2 separate regions of the Zea mays genome follow, and region 1 is linked to region 2. Evidence: chromatin contacts called from public Hi-C data. All regions are on one chromosome and are shown on one strand. Each heading gives the region's core, a stretch centred on a gene start, on an enhancer-like site or on the middle of the called end of the contact. The rest is flanking DNA. Distances are from core to core; before and after follow the strand shown.

Region 1 (2,700 bases), core at 141-2,640, 150 kb after region 2:
TGATCAAGTTACACAAGTTTACCTGATGCATCACCATGTGAAGGCAAGGGGTTTGCTAGTGGAGTCGGAATGACGTCGTACTAATGTGTGGCACTATCGTACGCCTGCAAATAAATTAATCATCACTTGTGCATTTACAATCATTTTGAAACCTGACAAATGACTAAATTGAAGTCAAGCTATTACCTGTCCCTGCATCCACATACCCTACATCATTTGTTGTGATTGTAGCATTTGCATCTATTGTTGCATCTGCCAAATTAGCGCTCCATCCTTTGCAGAACATTGCCGGGCCCGACTAGTCCTGATAGAGGATTAAGATTGCCTACTATAACTTTGGCGGTCCATGACACCATCGCTGGTAGGAAACCTGCATAGAGTATTTTAATATATACAATAGATATAATCGTGGTTATGGAAATGAAATTGCTAGACAATATAAAGTACCTCCCATGTGACATAGCTAAGTCAAACTTGGCTGACTTCCAGTCCACGTCTTGTCCATGTTTCTCTTGCAAATTTTCAATATAGCGACCCTATAAAACATTGATTTCAATTGAAAAGTCTTTCTAACATAGAAAGTGAAAACATTGAAATTAAAGACTCGAGTCAATATTTGGACTTCCCAATTTTTATGTCGCATTATCGTCGCACAGAATCTCCGGATAATCCGGATCTAGACCCTTGTGCCCCTTGATGAAAACTTGGACAACTATAGGGTCGATGCCATCTCAAAGAATCCTGCAATACAAGATTACATATCCATAGATTTGTTTAAGAAATAAAATTGGCAATAGTCTAACATAGTAGGAATTTGCCTTGCTAGCATGACCATTAGCCCCGAAGTGGTGGAGACTAGGCTTGTTTAACCAGTTGCCACGATTTCTATCTAATCTGGCTTTGAACTCCTTAGAAGCCCAATACTCGCACAACTAGAAACAAGCATCCTAGTCCTAGATTAGCTAATCCACCTCACTCTCTTTGTACTACACAACTGTAAGGTGTATTATTTTAGCGGTCTCTCTAGTCATGTTAGTCTTTTGATGCTTATGCCACACGACCACCACCTTGACCTATGCATCATACGTCATGCCCTTCAAAACTCTTTGGACAGTGACGTTAAAAACATCACACACGTATTAATCATCGAGGCTCATATCATTTGGCAAGAGATATTGTTCCTACAATATAGACAAAATATTATATTATACCATCAAAGCAAAATATAGACAAAATTGAACTGGCGAGAGAAACTAACCCAAAACCCATCCCACACACGTATGCGCGGGTTCTGCCGGGGCTATAGGCCTTTTGGCTCCAATGGTTCCGAACATTAGTCGCTACGACCGCACCGACATCTGTGACCATCTCTTGGTAGAAGTATTGTCAGTAGATCCCAATTATGATGCTGACTGATGTACGGTGGCCTTGCGCGTCCCAGTCCACCTCTTTCCAAGACCTGGTTCCCGTCAACATAATAATTTGCCGCTGGTCACTTTTGTTCCGAGGCTTACGAAACCTACAAAATAAAAAGTGTTATTTGGAAATTAAACTAATATTAATGTAAAAATTGAAAGGTGCTAATTAATCATAAAATAACTAATGTTTTCAAGTTTCGCAGCTGCCGCCTAAACTGCCTTCGCCTCATCTATTGTCTCTGCAGCTTCCGCCTCGTCTGTTGCCACCTCAGCTTCCGTCTCATCTCCTGGATTCTGATCTACTTGAGCAAATGAGTGATCCTACGACCGCGGCTGGTTTGAAAGTGGAGACATGAGCTGCTCTAGCCTCTACCGGCTAGATGTGGTGGCCTACGAATGGAAACAACATCAAGATAAAAACAATTATCTACCAAACATAATTGAAATAAAATAAGATCTAGTACCATAAATAAGGAAGAGGGGGTGTCTCCAGTAGCATCGGCCTCCCTACTCGACCTAGAACGAGTAGACCTGGAGGAGCCTTCACCCTTTTTCTTCCCTTTCCCCTTACCAAGCATCTTGAACATCTGCACAATTTCCATACAATAGTTAGTATAAATAATTAAATTATAAAATAAATGTAAAACAAGAGTACGACATAAATTCTAGTAATAAAAAATGTAAACTTACAATAACATACATAAATTGTAGTACAACATCATAATCCTTTTCTATGATATGTGCATTATTAAACTGTTCAAGTCATTGTTGTCTTTCAAGAAGTCTTGTTGACTTTCATCGTTTTGCATTCGAAGGATCTGGTTCTTCATCCATTAACTCTACGAGTTTCACAGGTCGAGAAACTAATTCATCAAGGTATGTCCCTTCAGATACAATATCATACTCTTCATCATCATTTCTTTTATGACTGTCTTCTTGATAGACATAAAAATATTATCATTTGTGAAGCTTACGTTGTCATACCGATCAGGGTGAACTGTTGGATTAACTTTGTAGACAACCCACCAAACCTCCAAGCTTGGGTGAGGATAACTTTAGTAGTACACCTGATTTGCTTGATGGACAAGCACAATATTGTTGTACTCATTGCCTTTGTACCGTGATGTGTGTTTTATCTCAACAACCTCAAACTCGTCAACTCACGTGCTGGCTCGAGGATCAAACCATATACAATCAAAAGGTCACAAACCTTAATGGCTTACGACCTCCAAATTTATACTCGGTTATATCCTCAAGAATACCATAATAGTCAAGACGTTCA
Region 2 (2,700 bases), core at 18-2,517:
GGAAAGGAGTTAGTTACCTGCTCCAGCTCCTGTCCGGCGCTCTCGGATTGGCGGCGCCATTGGCATTCCTGAGGCTGGCGGCGCTGCTGTTGCTGTTGCTGCTGCTGGTCCGGCTGCTGTTCCCGGCCTCGCTGAACTCGCTCTTGGTCCACCACTCCTCCTCCTGCACCGCCGCCTCCTTCTTCTCCTTCCTCTTCTTCTTCTTGCTGTCCTTGGCGGCGTCGGGCTTGGGCGAGACCTTCTTCTTGCCGCCGAGGGAGAGCGGGAGGAAGAGCTTGATGAGCAGGCCGGTGTCCAGGCTGACGCTGCGGTCCAGGCTCCGGCTCCGCTGCTTCCGCATCGTCCTCTGCTTCCTCCCCTGCTTCTTGCCCTTGGAGCCTCCCTGCTTCCTGCTACCGCCGCCGTCCTCGGCGTCCGCCGCCGCGACGGCGTCCTTCCTGGCGCCGGCGGACTCGCCCTTCTCCTGCGCCGGGACGGGGACGGCGCGACTCGCGCGTGGTCCGGCGGTGGTAGGCGGCGGCAGAGGGTTGGTAGGGGCGTGGGGAGGGGACGGGGGCGACGGGTGCTCGACGATGTCGCGGAGCGAGAGCTCGTAGGCGGACTCCGGGAGGCCGCGGACGAGGTCGAGCATCTCGCGGCGGTACCCCGCGATGGCCTGCGCCCGCGACGGCGAGCTGCCCGCCGACGCCGGGTACTGCCGGTGGAGCTGGTGGTGGTGCGCCCACAGCTGCGGCGACGGCGTGCCCGAGCCGCCGGAGCTGTAGTCCATCTCCGGCGAGGCCTGCGGCGACGCCTGCAGCCACCGGACCTCCTCGTCCCCGTACCGCGGCGCCATCGGGTTCGCCGGCGGCCGCGGCGGCAGCCCCCGCGCCGGCGAGCCCGGGAAGCTGAACTCTGGTCGCCGCTGCATGGCCAGGGCCAGCCAAGGAGGGGATCGGTCGGTCCCTGTAACAGAGCAGCTGCTGTGCAGTGCAGAGCGAGAGAGGTGTGTCCGTCTCGCGCGTGGGGAAGGGAAGGTGGAGGGCGCCGGGGAGATGGTTGGTTAATAATGGCGTCGTCGAGTACTCCAGCCGCACCCGCAATGCAACGCAACCAGAGCGGAGCAGAAAGCGATGGCGAGTGCTCGGAGTCGTCGCGGGAATTTAAATCAGCACTAGTTTTCGGCGGCTTTGATTTCGTGTACCGGGAGCGATGGGGGGGCCTCGCGGCGGTGGTGCGTTTGCGTTGTTGGTGTGGGATGGGAACAGCACGGCAGGCCTTGGCGGCTTTTATTTTCATTTCAGGGGCAGTAAATGAACACAGGACACACTTTACACCGTGGGGAGGGGGCTGTGTTTGCGGAAGATAACGGTCGAGAGCCACGTGTTGCGAGTCCGAACAGGCTTTAATCTAAAACGATCATCCTATAATTTTAAAGCAAAATTAATAATATAGCTTACAGTAGTATTACCTCTATTTCTTTTTAGTTGTCGCTTCATAATGTTGCTACGCGACATATAGCTAAAGCTAAGGATCCGTTTGATCCCATGAGCTAAAATAAAAATAACTAAAGTTTAGATATTTTAGGAGCTAAAAATGATTAAAATAGTATAACATAGATTTTTAGTCACTTTTAGCTTTAAAAAAGAGCAATTAATTTTTTTAGCCACTGAATCCAAATAGGTCTAACTAAAAGTCTAGCCATATAAGGGTATGTCCAACAGATGGATATTTAAGGGGTTATATTAAAATATATAAGAGATTGTCTCTTCGTGAAGAGCCCGTCTCTATATGACTATCTATAAGTATGATATTACTGATTTTAAAGACATCTCATGCAATGTATCATACAGTCACTTAGTTGTCTCTTGTATTTAGAAAACTAATCTAGAGACTCAATGTCGTACATACAACATCATTTAACACCCCACCTCTTGAGAGGTCTATAATACGTTAAATAAAAAATATAAGAAAAAAGCTTGTCGGCGTTTCGAGACCGGGGGGTCCCTGGGCCGACGAGTGAAATGTCGCCGCGTGCCCCAGTCCAGATGGGTCGGCGCGAGGCCGAGCGCGCAGGGGGAAAAAGGCAGCCGGAGACGGGCGTGAGAGAGGTGGAAATCCCGCGGCCTTCGTGTTCGTCCCGCGCCCAGGTCGGGTGCGCTTGCAGTAGGGGGTTACAAGCGTCCGCGTGGGAGAGAGCGAGGGACTCTACGCGTCGCCCCGTCCTCCCGTGCGGCCAACCCTCTGTAAGAGGGCCCTGGTCCTTCCTTTTATAGGCGTAAGGAGAGGATCCAGGTGTACAATGGGGGTGTAGCAGAGTGCTAACATGTCTAGCGGAGGAGAGCTAGCGCCCTAAGTACATGCCATCGTGGCAGCCGGAGAGGTTTTGGCACCCGGTTCGTGTGGTGTCGTGGCCGTCGGAGGAGCGCTGGAGCCTGGCGGAAGGACAGCTGTCGGAGCCGTCGAGTCCTTGCTGACGTCCTCTTGCTTCCGTAAGGGGGCTGAGAGCCGCCGTCGTCACAGAGCGTGCGGGGCGCCATCATTGCCTATCTGGCGGAGCGAGCCAGATGGGACGCCGGTCTTGTCCCCCGTAGCCTGAATCAGCTTGGGGTAGGGTAATGATGGCGCCTCCCGTTGACGTGGTCGGTCCGCGCCCTAGGTTGGGCGATGTGGAGGCTCCTCCGAGGCCGAGGTCGAGTCTGTCTTCCGTGGCCGAGGTCG

What was found. A called contact is a pair of places that touch in the nucleus more often than the background predicts.
Region 1: a contact with region 2 is called in a Hi-C map of bundle sheath, with 3 times the contacts expected there. The contact joins the enhancer-like site here to the promoter of LOC103652879 in region 2. A contact is called at or near these places in 3 of 25 Hi-C or Micro-C datasets (bundle sheath, ear and leaf).

Annotation. Positions count from the first base shown.
Region 1 is chr4:16,522,476-16,525,175 of Zm-B73-REFERENCE-NAM-5.0, forward strand. No RefSeq gene overlaps it. Among protein-coding and RNA genes, the nearest start is that of LOC103652881, 4.3 kb to the right of the region's middle. Within about 2 kb of position 1,391, at least 2 of the 20 cell types and tissues checked have an H3K27ac peak or open chromatin away from gene starts, as enhancers often do. A contact at or near this core is called in bundle sheath, where this site is marked.
Region 2 is chr4:16,376,594-16,379,293 of Zm-B73-REFERENCE-NAM-5.0, forward strand. LOC103652879 reads right to left here and starts at 1,268. Exons shown (of 2, transcript XM_008679867.4): 1 at 18-1,268. The coding sequence starts at 910.